Regions from separate parts of the Mus musculus genome. Here all the other regions are linked to region 1. Evidence: chromatin contacts called from public capture Hi-C and promoter capture Hi-C data. All regions are on one chromosome and are shown on one strand. Each heading gives the region's core, a stretch centred on a gene start, on an enhancer-like site or on the middle of the called end of the contact. The rest is flanking DNA. Distances are from core to core; before and after follow the strand shown.

Evidence for each region. Promoter capture Hi-C pulls out the DNA fragments that hold promoters and counts their contacts. Capture Hi-C pulls out chosen DNA fragments and counts their contacts.
Region 2: a promoter capture Hi-C map of liver shows a contact between it and region 1. The contact joins the promoter of Mrpl20 here to the promoter of Tnfrsf18 in region 1. A contact is called at or near these places in 6 of 39 promoter capture datasets (the HPC-7 cell line, embryonic stem cells, hippocampal neurons and 2 more), 2 of 115 datasets of contacts at active chromatin or transcription factors (the 230-238 cell line and effector CD8 T cells) and 1 of 9 other capture datasets (pancreatic islet).
Region 3: a capture Hi-C map of embryonic stem cells shows a contact between it and region 1, with 2.6 times the contacts expected there. The contact joins the promoter of Dvl1 here to the promoter of Tnfrsf18 in region 1. A contact is called at or near these places in 3 of 39 promoter capture datasets (the HPC-7 cell line, cranial neural crest and hematopoietic stem and progenitor cells), 10 of 484 Hi-C or Micro-C datasets (CD4 T cells, the HL-1 cell line, the N1E-115 cell line and 5 more), 10 of 115 datasets of contacts at active chromatin or transcription factors (the 230-238 cell line, the HPC-7 cell line, the SCID.adh cell line and 3 more) and 4 of 9 other capture datasets (adipose tissue, embryonic stem cells, liver and 1 more).

What each region holds. Positions count from the first base shown.
Region 1 is chr4:156,024,107-156,028,875 of GRCm38.p6, reverse strand. Tnfrsf18 (tumor necrosis factor receptor superfamily, member 18) reads right to left here and starts at 2,554. Exons shown (of 5, transcript NM_009400.3): 1 at 2,339-2,554; 2 at 1,438-1,560; 3 at 827-914; 4 at 453-655; 5 at 1-381. The coding sequence starts at 2,489. The coding sequence ends at 260. Gm16008 (predicted gene 16008) reads left to right here. Exons shown (of 5, transcript NR_169176.1): 2 at 322-401.
Region 2 is chr4:155,800,705-155,805,473 of GRCm38.p6, reverse strand. It overlaps Mrpl20 (mitochondrial ribosomal protein L20), which reads right to left and starts at 2,596. Exons shown (of 5, transcript NM_025570.3): 1 at 2,379-2,596; 2 at 1,732-2,101; 3 at 1,531-1,641. The coding sequence starts at 1,818.
Region 3 is chr4:155,845,133-155,849,901 of GRCm38.p6, reverse strand. Dvl1 (dishevelled segment polarity protein 1) reads right to left here and starts at 2,500. Exons shown (of 15, transcript NM_010091.5): 1 at 1,998-2,500. The coding sequence starts at 2,167.

The DNA.
Region 1 (4,769 bases), core at 1,305-3,804:
TATTCTTGTACAAGATCTTGTGCTAAACGTGGTGCTCTTGGTGGGCCCAAAGACCCTACTCCAACAGAGCTGTCAAATGAGAAAGGCAGCCATAGGGCCCAATCGTAACTCACCGCTCTCATACACCCACTTCCGCCACTGTTGAGGGGAGCAGGGCCAGGCCCAGGGAAGGGTGCAGAACATGGCCCCTGCTCTCACCAAGGGTATAGCTGGGCAAGTCTTGTAGCGTCTGGCTTGGGGCACAGAGGAAGACCAGGCCTCATGGCCACCGACCCCCCAGATGACACTTTTCTTCTGTCTGCTCCCCGCGTTCCTCCTCAGGGAACTGGAAGCTGCAAGCATCCTCAGCTGACAACTGCACCTCCGCGAATGGCTGGGTCTCTGTAGTAAAACTGCGTGCGGTAAGTGAGGGGCCTGAGACACATTTTCCCCTTCCCTGGGACACAACTGACCTCGAGGACACATGTGTTGCCTCCTCAGCTGCCATATGTGCAGGCCGAGCTGGACTGTGGTTAGGAAGAAAATGCATGCAGCCATGACCAGGAAGATGACAGTCAAATGGCCGTATTGCTCAGTGGGCAGTGGCTCCGGGATGCACACAGCATTGTGGGTCTTGTTCCCAGGGAACATGGTGAGAAATCCAAACTGAGAACAGCTGGGACACAGACAGACACTGTCAGGATTGGTTACCAAAGGGACCACACTAGAAGGACTGCTGTCCCCTAAGCCATTTGGGAGAAGAATGGGGGTTCTCTGGTGGTCACTGCAAGAAAGGGATAGGGGAGGCTTTCTTAGAACGGGCCTAGGCTACTCATCCAGGACTTACTTGGTCCAAAGTCTGCAGTGACCGTCACGACCTGCGGAGAAGGTGCCCATGGCACAGGCAACACACCGGAAGCCAAACACAATATCCCCTGTGGATAGACAGAATATTAGGACCCCTGAAGTTAATGAAGAAGGAGTCAGACAAGGGTCTATCTATTCACCAGGTCTAATGTCCACAGGTCTAGGGCCTGAATAAGCTATTGCTTACCATGTGTGCCTATTCTAGAACTGGCATGATACATTGGTCCCTATGAAGACGGACAGGATTGGTGGTAAGATCTGACCATAGTCAGAATAATAATAGTCTGAGAGCAGACCAGCACCTGGGCAGCTCCCCACAGCCTCTCACCAACATCCCTGAGAAGACATCCCCACCCTCACGATGGACCATTCCTGCCTAAGAAGAAGGGCTCGGGTACCCAGAGACCACTTGACCCACCTATCCCTTCTAGAATCTAGGATGTAGGTCTTTGCCTACCTAGAAGATGCACCCGTGAGAGCTCTATCTGCAAACATTCTTACATGTCTACACATGCTCACTGGGTATATCAGCTTGGCCCTAGGTCCAACTCATGATTGTCTGTGGCTTTTATCAGTCCCCTAGGAACATACCTTGAGACTCCACCCTCTGGCCTGGTTGGCAGGGGTAGTGCTTGCAGATCTTGCACTGAGGGTCTCCACAGTGGTACTCAGGTGTGACACATATGCACCTTTCTTTTGGACAGTCCTCCTTGCCTGGACAAGAATAAGAGCCTCAGCCATTAGACAGAGCCCCTTCTCCAGAGCTTCTACTGATCCTTCAAGTATTTAGGGTGCTATGGCTCCATTCTCAATCAACCCCAATTGCAAGACCCTAAGCTTTGTCTAGTTCACTGTTTCATTTCAGTTGGCTGACAGCTAGCATATATACCTCCCACTGCTCTAAAGTTGTGGTTTCGTAAGTTCCATTGGATGTGGGAGTCACCTGGGGCTTCCTATGGGCCCTGGGCCCATGCTGCCCCATTCTCACCCCATATTGCCCCTCAAGGGACTAGAACAACCTCATCAGCTGCCTTCACTGATATCCACATCTCTATCTCAGAGACATGGGGCTTCAGAGCTGCCCCTTTCTATACCAGAAGTGTGGCAAGGTGAGGTGCTGAGATATTCTTCTTTGGTCCACAGACTGTCCTACACCTACAATTGTAAGTCACAGTCAGTGGACAAACCAGAGGAAATGTTGAGACTCCAACCCAGACAAAGAGTATCTTCAGTGATGGCTAAGGTTTGGTCCACCTAACAGATGGTCCTCTTTCATCTTGGATCCCCAATCCTTCTTCAGGGAGAAGTTCCCAGCCTCTTTTGCCTCTGCTCCCACATTCTGAGAGGAAGTTGTCCCTCTACCTCCTTATCAGAGCTCCAGACTCAAAGATTTACCTACCAACTCACATGTGCCCTGTGCCCAGCCTCCTCATATGAGTGTCGGGAAGGGCGCTGCTCTACAGCCTGAGTCCCACTCTCCTCCTTGCCTTACCTGGAGCATACAGGCTGCAGCAGCGAGTGTTGTTGCCACTTCCGTTCTGAACCTTGCCAGGGCCACAGCCAGGCTCCTCAACTACACTCGGCTGACCTAGGTCCAGCACACAGAGCATCGAGACTCCATACAGCATGGCCCATGCCCCCATAGTGCTTCTCCTGAGTCTTCTGTCGGCTGATTTCAGGAGTTCCCGCTCCAACTTGCCTTGTCTCTGCCTCTGCCTCTGTCCCCACCCCTCAGACTGGGCTTCAGGCCAGCTCCACCTCCAGTTTCCGGCAGACATCTGAGGTGTTTGTAAAGGCCTTCTGTGAAGTGTAGAGCAGAGCTATCCCCTTTCTGGACATCTCCTAACCCCTACATGCCTCTCCCAACTCCAGCAAACTCGCCCTGGCTAGGCTACAGAGGAAAAGGATGCCCATTCACATGTGCCACTGCTGCCACCTGTGGGCACCCCTTATTGTATAAAACTACCCCCTTCCCCCTTCTGCCCCAGGAAGTTCCTCTAAGCCTGGGAAACTAGGAGAGCCAGCGAGAGGAGTCCAGAGCACACACCATGCCTCGTTAAGAAGATCATCATAAAGTAGGTATTCCTAGCAAGTACATGAAGCCATGGGCGGTGTGGCCTGCCCAGGTCTAGCCTTGGCAGTTCCAGCTTGGCTCTCCCTGGAGCCACTTTTGTTCACTTCCTCACACAATTTTAGACAACAAGAAAGGAGTCCCAGATACAGGTGAGCCTCATTTTCTTGAACATGGCCAGCATGGCTCTGACAGGCCTTGCCCTTCTCTTCCATTCTCTCTGACTGGCTAGATTACACCCCTAAACTCAGGGTTACCTGCCCACCAAGGTCTTTTCTCTTATTTGGCCATTTCCTCCTCCGGAGGCTGACTGCCAAGGTTCCGCTATCAAAGTATTGAAGTCCAGCAATCAAAAAACCCCTTTGGTTCAACTAATTAACATGCCCAATTAAAATATACCACTGCATCCTAATCCATTCTAACACAGGCCTCCCCTTTTTCTCTTCTTAAAAATTGCATGTGAAGCCGGGTGTGGTGGCGCTCGCCTTTAATCCCAGCACTCGGGAGGCAGAGGCAGGCAGATTTCTGAGTTCGAGGCCAGCCTGGTCTACAGAGTGAGTTCCAGGACAGCCAGGGCTACACAGAGAAACCCTTTCTCAAAAAACAAACAAACAAACAAACAAACAAAAATTACATGTGAAAGGTCATTTGCTGCTGTTTTTGTGCCTGAGTCAGAAAACAACCACTTTAACTTTTCTTCCCTGCTTAGTAAAGAATCTCTCTGTGAGAACAGGTGTTTGTGTGTAGTTTGTGCCTAATCTGGGGTCTGAAAGAGAGCCAATGCTGTGCTGGGAGTCTCCTAACAGCTTCTTCGTGTGGCCACTGACGGTTCTGGAACCCTGCCTCTGTCAGGAGTCCTCTGCTGTACTCAGCCTTACTTCCCACATCTTCCAGCTGAATAAGCACAGGGAAACATAGTGAGGACTGTTGGGAGGACCGAGGGTGAATTTGAACATCTCAGGATATAACTGTGGTGTAACTTTAATTTTTTCACCCTTACTTTTAATGATGGTTCTTTTTTTTTTTTTTTTTTAATTCTTTTTTTTTTTTTTTTAAAGAGTTATTTATTTATTTATTATATATAAGTACACTGTAGCTGTCTTCAGACACTCCAGAAGAGGGAGTCAGATCTCGTGATCGGATGGTTGTGAGCCACCATGTGGTTGCTGGGATTTGAACTCCTGACCTTCGGAAGAGCAGTCGGGTGCTCTTACCCACTGAGCCATCTCACCAGCCCAATGATGGTTCTTAAATGCGTTAACTTCCCTTGTAGCCCACCACCCACCAGACATAGTGGGAAAGAAAGGACACAGGGGACGTGGCTCTGTTTAGAAAGGTTCTTTGGAGCAACTCCTGTCTGTGTTGTCTGGAAATCGGCAGTTCAGTTCACAGGTCAGCAGGCAGTCGCAGCTAGGTCTACTTGCAAACACTTCACAGATACACCAGTTCAGTAGAGTCAGGTTAGCAACAGCGGTGACATGCCCTAGCAGCCAGCCAGGCCAGGAAGGACTAACAGAAACACTAGAAGTTCTTGGCTCTGTCTCTCTCAGGGAAGCAAAGATCAGTGAAGACTCAAGACACATGAGCGGTGTACAGCTAGATGTATCAGCAAGCCAAGCTCTCTCTCCAACACTCGGTGGAGTCCTATTTTTACTCCCTCCAAATATCATGTGTCCTCCACGTGCTGAAGGAAAGCATGCCTGTAATTAGCAAAGAATCCTTCATCACGTGTCCTTTCATGCGCTTGCTTTAGCAGGGCATCCTCTCTCCTGTGTCTGCTTCAAGAGTCCGCCTTAGCTTTGCACACCTGTGTCCACTTTATTTTATTTTAAATATTTATTTATTTATTATA
Region 2 (4,769 bases), core at 1,347-3,846, 220 kb after region 1:
TCTGGAACACAAAAAGCTGGATGCAGCAGCATACGCCTGCGGTCCTAGCACTCCTATGGCTGAGGCAGATCTTCACGGGCCAGGATGCTTAGAGTACAAAGTACAGCAGGAACAGCAAGGCAGATTCTGCCTCAACACGGTAGAAGGCAAAAACAAACTCCCGAAAACAACCCTCGAGCCTCCACATTTGAGCATATGCAGGAGTACATGCACACACAGAGTCCATGCCTAGCATGTTCAAGGCCCTAGGTCCATTCAGTCTCAGTAGTGCCTTCTTCTCAGTTAAAACAGACAAGGAAGTCAGCAAACTATTTGTATGTACCAGTAAGACAAAGGTTGAGATTCTGTGGCAGACACAGGAACTCAACTCTATGAAGGGAGAAAGGGTTCTTGGAGGATCTGGCTCGTTTGGATTAGTAGAGTCTGTGCTACACACTGACAAACACCTTAACATCTGTCTGGAGGGAATCAAAGTGGCCCTTGCCAGAAGAGGAGCAACTGTGGATTTCTTCAGTGCAACCCCAATGTGCCTCTGTTCTTACACATTAGATAGTAATAGGTTTGGGTTTTGCTTTGAGCTTTTTGGAGGGGTGGGGGGCTCTTTTAAGCATTCTTTACAAAGGTACTGTAGTCCCTAAAGCTCCTGTATTAGACTCTCTGGAAGTTTGTTAACACAAATTGTTGGGCTCTCCTTCTAGAGCCTAACTCAACACACTCAGAGTAGGTCCTTTAAAGAAAGTGTGCATTTTCTAAAAAAAAATCTCAGGGTGACCAGGACTGATCCAGGCCCTCATCAATGGCAGCAAATGTTCACTTCCCGTAAATGGATGCTCCCATGTGTTCACAACACTACTGGAAACTTTGGGCCTGAACAAATCACCAGGTCCCGAGGCAGGACCACTCTACTTCAAAGGCCCGTGCAGCTGAGAACAGAACAGAAACCCACAACAACACTGTCCACACAGTGAACACAACCATCATGCTGTACCCACATTCAGGTTAGGGAGTCCTGGGGTGGTTTGTTTGTTTGTTTGTTTGTTTTGTTTAATTTGTATATATTTGGATATGTCCTGTGAGGATGTGTGTGGGTGGGTGCACATGGAGACCAAAATGAGTCAAATCCCTTGGAGCTAGAAGTATAGACAGTTTTGAGTTGCTATAGAAGACCAGCATGTCCTCTATATCTATATCTGCTGAGCCTTTAGGGAACACGTTCTTACTGTCAAGGTCAGAAATGACATTTCTTATGGCCCTGTTGACTTAGCTCATAAGTACTTACAAGAACTATAACCCAGCGCACAAGTACAGCTTTCACAAATGACAAAACAAAACAAAACAAAACAAAACAAAACAAAAAACCACTTTTGCCCAAACATGTAAAGGGAATTCCTCGGGAATGAAAGTCAACATCCTGCGGCTACAGAAGGCTAAGCTCCGGGGGCATGGAGGGCTGAGCTCCCGAAGCCGGTTTGGAAGAGAGCCTAGCTCTAGGGAGATGAAGGACAAGCTGGGGGTTGGGGTCGGGCTTACGGTCCTCAGGTTCCGCTTCTTAAGTCTGCGGGCCTTCGTACACTTAACGAAGGCTCTGGTCACCGCCCTGACGGCCAGGCGGTAGCAGCGATTCTTCCTTCCCCGAAAATGCTGGATGAAGAAGAGGGGAGAAGGGTGTCGGGATGGCAGCGCGGCCCTCCACCCCCGCCCCACGCCTCGGGCCGCGACTCGCGCACTCACCTGAGCGTGTTTCAGCACCTCCTGAACCCGCCAATAGCGATCGGTGAGGCGGTTCCGCAGCCAGAGCCGCGTCGTGAGGAAGACCATGATGGGCTCCCGAAGCCCGACCGGCTGCCAGAAGCGCTTCCGGGTCAACGGTCAGACAGGCCAGCCCTGCCGGATGTGTGCGAGCACTGTCTTCCGGGGCGCCTCTAGACTCGCTCCCTCAGTTCCGTTGTGCCAGACCGTCCGCACGCGGGAGAATGGTTAGAGCATAAACTGGAGGAAGCCCCGCGGGCGGGGATGGCGAGCAGTCCCGGACGGAAATCAGATCTACAGAAACCGCCAAGGAACACTCGGTGGTCCGCTCTTCTGTGGGCATCAGTTGACCCTAAAGGAAAGTAAAAGAAATTGGGCTGGTGAGATGGCTCAGTGGGTAAGAGCACCCGACTGCTCTTCTAGAGTTCAAATCCCAGCAACCACATGGTGGCTCACAACCATCTGTAACAAGATCTGACGCCCAAATAAATAAATGAATGAATGAATAAATGAATAAATAAATAAGAATAGCCATGTGAACAGTATGTTTAAGAAAAGGAAAAGAAAGTAAAGGAAATTAAATCAAGTAAACCCATTCCAAAGACAGCTAGTCTGAGTCAAAGGCTCACATGAACAAAGGTATCTACTGTCCTGAAGATGTATCCTGGGGATGGAGCCCAACCTCCCGCAGGTACAGAGGCCAAGTTTCGGGGGGTGGAGGGCTGAGCTCCTGGAGCTGTGGGAGATACAAGCTCTACCGAGATGAAGGCGAAGCTGACAGTCGGAGTGGGACTCGCAGTCAACTCAGCAGAATTGGGGCTGGAGAGAGGGTTAAGAGCACTGACAGCTCTTCCGAAAGTCAAATCCCAGCAACCACGTGGTGGCTCACAACCATCCGTAGTTAGATCTGACGCCCTCTTCTGGAGAGTATGAAGACACCTACAATGTACTTAGATATAATAAATCTTTTTAAAAAAGAAAAAGAAAGAAAGAAAGAAAACAACAGCAGAATTTAGCTTATTCACCAGCTTTACTTGGAGTAAAGGTCTGAGTAAGAAGTTGGCTACCGCCGGGAGGTGGTGGCGAACGCCTTTAATCCCAGCACTTGGGAGGCAGAGGCAGGCAGATTTCTTGAGTTCGAGGGCAGCCTGGTCTACAAAGTGAGTTCCAGGACAGCCAGGGCTACACAGAGAAACCCTGTCTCGAAAAGCAAAAAAAAAAAAAAAAAAAAAAGTTGGCCACCAAGCCAGATGGTGGTGGCACATGCCTTCGATCCACTCAGGAGGCAGAGGGAGATGGATGTCTTGAGTTCAAGGCCAGCCTGGTCTACAGAATGAGTCCCAGAACAGTCAGGGCTACACAGAGAAACCCTGTCTCAAAAAACAACAAAGTAAAACATTTGTCTGTCAGGTCCCAGATGAGGAAGTAGACATGGACTCTCATCCCCAACCAAGAAGCTATCTCCAATTGCCAGCTGCTCCTAAAAGAAAAATTAGTTTTTCCTTGAGGGAAAGTCTTACACAGGGAGTCTTACATAGTATACTACAAACCACACCTTAAGGGCAGGCCCCAGGTCCAGATGGCCAACAGAAAACAAATTCAAAGGTATTTTGGGAGATTTTTTTTGGGGGGGTCTCATATTGTTTTGTTTGGGAATTTTTTTTAACTTTACTGTTCGTTTGCTTATATTATTGATGATGATAGGTTATTTCTTCACAGGTGAAATGAGCCAATTCAAGTCAGATTAGAACATTTAAAGGTAGGTTTGGCCCAAAGGATTGAGAGAGGAGGATTGGCCAAAATGTCTGGCTTACATAGGGAGGAGCCTTTGGTGGAAGGGCAGCTCAGTCCCTGGGCTGGAAAGTTTAAGGTTGGGGGCAGAGTGTCCTTGCCAGGTAGGAACTGAGGGATGCTGGGAGAACCTGCAAGCCAGGTCTGCTTTGATATGTAAAATATGTACCTGAGTTCCCTGTCCCAGGATCTGAAACTAAACAATTATGGTTTCTGAATTTGAGTTTTTATGTCTTTGAGTGTTTCTCATGTTCTTTTGTAGGTTCTTGTTTTTTCTTTTTTTTTTTCAATAATTTATTTTTGTATTCACTTTACATCCAATTGCAGCACCCCCTTCTCCCAGTCCCACCCTTACAAATCCCTCCCACTCTCACCCACTCCCCTTCTCCTCAGAGAAAGGAGAGCCCCCCCCCTTGGGTACCACCCCACCCTAGGACATCTAGTCCCAACAGGACTAGGCACATCCTCTCCCTCTGAAGCCCAACCACACAGTCCAAGTAAGAATGCCAACAGGGGGGCTGGAGAGATGGCTCAGTGGTTAAGAGCGCCGACTGCTCTTCTGAAGGTCCCGAGTTCAAATCCCAGCAACCACATGGTGGCTCACAACCATCCATAAAGAAATCTGATGCCCTCTTCTGGAGTGTCTGAAGACAGCTACAGTGTACTTACATATAATAAATAAAAAAAAAAAAAAATAGAATGCCAACAGGAGCTGGGTGTGGTGGTTTACGCCTTTAATCCCAGCACTCAGGAGGCAGAGGCAGACAGATTTCTGAGTTCGAGGCCAGCCTGGTCTACAAAGTGAGTTCCAGGACAGCCAGGGCTATACGGAGAAACCCTGTCTCGAAAAAAAAAATATTAAACTGCATAAAGTAGAATTTAGCTAGCTAACAGAGTGTTCAAGGATGAGTAGCATACTAACCAGAGATTATAGAAACTGTAGAAAGGAAAAAAAATTGTACTTCTAACATAATTAAAATAATTAAACTGGGACTGGAGATATGGTGCAGCAGTTAAAGAGCACTTGTTCTTGCAGAAGACACATGTTCAATTACCAGCACCCACATGGTGGCTCGTAACCATCCACAGCTCCAGTTCCAAGGATCCAACACCCTCTTCCAGTCTCCAGGGCCCTGTATACAAATGGTGAACAGCCATACACCCACACACAAAATAATTTTTTTGAAAAATATTAACTTAACTGTAGTGAGAATTCTGGGATTTTGTGT
Region 3 (4,769 bases), core at 1,251-3,750, 180 kb after region 1:
TCCAGCTCAGCCAAACTAGCTCTCAAACAAACTCCCTTCTCCCAACATTAAGCTACTTTCTCTTGGTATCCTTGGAGCTCTGTAGGTAGAACTCAGGTAAGGAAAGAAAGGATGCAGTTGAGACGGGGCAGGGCTCCTTGTCTAGGCTCCCAAGTCCACTAGACCATCAGAGTCATGGTGAGGCCTACTGACAAGTCTTTCTGTGTCATCCCAACTCTATCTCTAAGTTGCTCTGCCCCCTAATTCTTCTACACCCCCAGAACACCCAACTTGTACCTCTAAGCTCTCTGCTAGCTCCAGACCCCATGTCCCAGCCACTTCAAACCCACCCGAAGGAACTACTCCTGCTTCAAGACCCCTATCTGCTATCCTATCTCCTTAGCTAGGACACCTGCAGGTCCTCCAAACCTGCCACAGGCACAGACAGTGAGAAACCTATGTGAGCTGATGCTATCTACCCAACATGAATATCAGAGTAAAGGGACAGGTACCCTCAGGAGAGACCCAGAGTGTATAGCAGAAAGCAACCCAGGTCTGCTCCTTACCACTTACACGCTAGGGTGTAACAAGTTTGTGAGAACATTTGTGACTTGGGTCACAAAAAACCAAAATGTACCAATATTTGGATCCAGAGATACCCTGTCCCTCAGATTAGAGACCACAGAGGTGGCCCAGTCAGGAGAATCAGGGAAGACCGACCTCTAGAGCAAGACCCTCTAGTCTCCTGGCAAATGGAGAGCACCCGCCCTCAAGCTGTGAGGGACACTCTCTCCTTTGCCTTTTCCTGGTGGTTGGGGCACAAGGACTGAGTAGGCAAGAGAGTTTAGTCATCCAAACCAGGTTCAGTCCTGCCTAGACGCCCAGGGCCAGGAAGAAGTCCAAGCTTGACCTGACCGATGGGCTGCCCAGGGACCCTGCAACCATGGAATCCAGGAAATCGCCTCAATGTCAAAGCCCTGAGATGGAGCCACACACAAGGGCACCAAGCACACCTGCTCCACCCACAGGGCCTAAGCATGCTACCCTGCCTCCCCACCCCCCAATCACTGCCAAGCCATGGACTCAAGTTTCTGTGGCTATGCCCTGTCAGGCCTCTGTTGCACTGCCAGTCCCTGGCTCAGCGTCCAGAGGCCCAGCTTAACTCCAATAGGGAAGTCCCTTCTCCTGAGACCACCACAGCCATTCAGCTAGGAAAAACACTACATTAGAAGTTGACTCAAGTCAGGAGATGAACCGAGCACCTCCCAGGAATGCAAATGTTGTGTGGTTCAGAAAGGTCAGAGGCACAGGAGCCAGGAACCAAGGGGGCAGGGTACACGGAATGAAGCTTCTTGGTTTCCAGTGACCCTTGACCTCTCTGCCTTGCCACAGGGACTCTAGAGGGACCTGGAAGAGTCTGTTTTCAGGCTTCAAAACTTTTCTAAGTTCCAGAAAACAGGCGGGTGCCTATGAGCCACCTATTTCACATTACCCCATCTCAAGCGGAGGATCCACTGGGTGCTAGGAGCCACAAACCCCCAATCCTTCTCCGTGATCCCACCCCCCACCCCCCGCATAAACTGCACACCCACCAGGGCAGTCCTGAGCCCCGGGTTTCCATCCACAGAGGAGGAACGCATCAGGCTCTGTGCTTAACCAGAGAGAAGGGAGTTGGCTTTAAGAGTGGCCTTCGGCACCCAACATGGACCAGCTGGGCACAGGAGCACCAGTGGATGGTGGTCAGAAAGCCTGGGCCCTCGCCTGTCCGTCAGAAAGAACTGTCTGGCCTACCCAGAGGGTAGTCAGTGGCTCGGAACCCCAGCTTGCCACACTCAGGGTCACTGGGCGCAGAAACTCTACCTACACCTGCTGTAGATGCGCAGCAGGGTTGCCGGCGACGGGGGCGCTCTCTGACGTCCCCAGACCCGAAAGCCCAGCCGGCGCGGACAGGTGCCAGCTCGTGCACACAGGCGCGGGAGGAGGCCAGCGCCCCTGCCCAGGCCGCGCGGCCCACTGACCCGAAGTCCTGGTCCATGGACTTGAAGAAGAATTTGTAGGCGTGCACCGGCCGGTTGCTGAGCACGTTCTTGAAGTCGGCCAGCGTGACGCGCTCGGGAGCTACGGGCAGCTTGACCAGGTACGGCGTCTCCTCCTCGTCCATGTGGTAGATGATTTTGGTCTCCGCCATGGCGCGGCAGGGGCGACGCGGAACCCGCGCGGCGTCAGGGCCCGGCTCGCCTCTCGGACGCGGGGCGCCCTCCCAAACCGCCGGCCCGCGCCCCGCCCGGCCGCCCCGCGGCCCCTTGGCGCGGCCGCCCCTCCCGGTCCCGGCTCGCACCCGTTCCCCGCCTGTCGCCCCGCGGCCCGCGGCCGCCCATCCGCCGCGGCCCCGGAGCGGGCGCCAGGGAAAGCGGCTCTGAGGGCTCCCGCGGCCCGCCGCCCCCTCGGGCTGTTCACGAACCGCCTGCTGGGGTGGAGCGCGCCGCCGCCGGAGGGCGCTTCGGGGCCGGTGACGTCACTAGTCGCCCGCAGCGCGGGCGGGGCGGGACTGCGCACGCGCAGAGCGGGTCCGGCGGGGCGGGGCTACGGCTTGCGCACGGGCGGGGCAACCGGGGTGGGACTGGGCGGGCTCAGAAGGCCTGGCCGGTCGGGTCTCTCCGAGCGCTGTCTTGGGGTGGAGCCCAGATTCCCAACAGGCTGCGATCCTTGAGGCGTTTGGGTCTGAGGTTTCTGGGCAGGTGGGCACGCTGGACCCCAGAAAGACAGAGAAACCCTGGAAAGATCGCTCCCCTTGAGCCAATAAGGTCTGCCAGGGAGCAGAGGAGTGTCCTTAGGTTAGGCCGGTCCTGATTCTCCTTCTAGGTGCTCAGAATGTGGAGGCACTGTCCGCTCGGGCGGCTTCAGGCGCCCTATAAGAATCTGAAGATACCTATGCCTAGCCCAAACAGCGAGAGCCTCACTGTGCCCCCATGCTAATCCTGAGCTCAATTCTTATGCCCACTGCCTTGTCCCGTCGGATCTCCAAGAAACTCAAGTAGGTATCCACACAGATGTCCAGGCAAGGCCCAGGCTGCAATTGAAGCCAAAGGAATTTTAGCCCTGGATACTGTAGATCCAACCAGCCAGGTGTCCTCTGCAGACCAAGGAAGACCAGGTCCGCCCCTCAGTCCAGGATGGCCTAAGACCATTAGAGGGAGTGATTCACTGACCAGTAAGAATGGGGGAAGACATAGGATATTGATCAGTGATGAAGAAAAGGGGTGCCTGTTGTGACCTTGGACCATCCCCAGACACGAAGCCCGCACAAGGAAAGATCCCACCACTGCCTGGAGGACTCAGAGGTAGGCATTGAATGCATACTAAAGGCCGCTGAAGTCAACCTAAGCAGAGTTCTCCCCTTTGCTTCCATTGCTATCCTGGAAACCTATTCTTCCCTTGCCAGTAGCTGGCCTTCCTTGAATCTCTACAAAAGCAACCTGAAGGCACCAGGCAGCCGGGCGTGGTGGCGCACGCCTTTAATCCCAGCACTCGGGAGGCAGAGACAGGCGGATTTCTGAGTTCGAGGCCAGCCTGGTCTACAGAGTGAGTTCCAGGACAGCCAGGGCTACACAGAGAAACCCTGTCTGGGAAAACACACACACACACACACACACACACACACACACACACACACACACACACACACACACACAAAAGAAAGAAAGAAAGAAATCAGCAAGATGGCCTCAGAGGGTCTGCCCAAAGGAGAAGGAAGACAGATCCTTTCCTGAGTGCCCCTTGACCCAAGCTACGACTGGTCTATGGGTCAGAAGCAATCAAATAAAGGGGTTCCCATAACCCAGATGCCCTTGATTCCCAGCTGACTCGCCCAATTATAGAAGGTAGGAGCCATGGTACTGACGCTGATGGGACAGTTTCTACTGTAGAAGAGATGGTTGTGATGCGAGAACCTGTCCCTTTCCAGAAGTAGCCTTGTCCAGTAGCAGTGTGATCTCTGATGGGGCCAGAGGGCACACCTCAAAGGTCACTGAGGTCCTGTGACTAACTGTCATCCTTTCTCACCCCCACTATTCTTGGACCAGTGAGAAGGTGTCTGCTGCCATGTCTGATAATATGAGTTTGAACCCCAGGACCCAAATAATGCAGGCTGAAGGCTACTGGAGGAAGTTACTACCTGACCCCCACATTCATGCCATCCATTTATCTATATGCACACACTGTTAATGAAAAAAATAATAAATTTTTATTAATTAAAAATGTGATGTGATGACATGTGCCTTAATCCAATCCTAGGATGAAGGACAGAGGTAAGTGGATCCCTGTGAGTTCTAAGCCTAGCCAGGGTTATTTAGTAAGACCTTGCCTCAAAACAAAAATAAATAAATGAATGAATAAATAAATAAATACTGTCTTTTGAAAAAAAAGGGGGGAAGGGTCATTACTGTTTGTTTCCTGGTAGCCCATATCTTTTAAGGAGAAAATCAACTCCCAAACATTTTTTTTTCTTCGTTTTTTTCGAGACAGGGTTTCTCTGTGTAGCTTTGGCTGTCCTGGAACTCACTCTGTAGACCAGGCTGGCCTTGAACCTTCATAATACTGTAATGGGCATGTTCAGAAAGACACACATAAATAAGTTAATAAATCCTTAAAAGGTGGGGGTTTGAGGGTTAAAAAAGAGATGACTCAGTGGTTAAGAACACTGGCTTCTCCTCCAGAGGATCCAGGTTCAATTCTCAGCACACATATGGCTGCTCACACCCGTCTGTAACTCCAGATCTAGGAAATTCAAA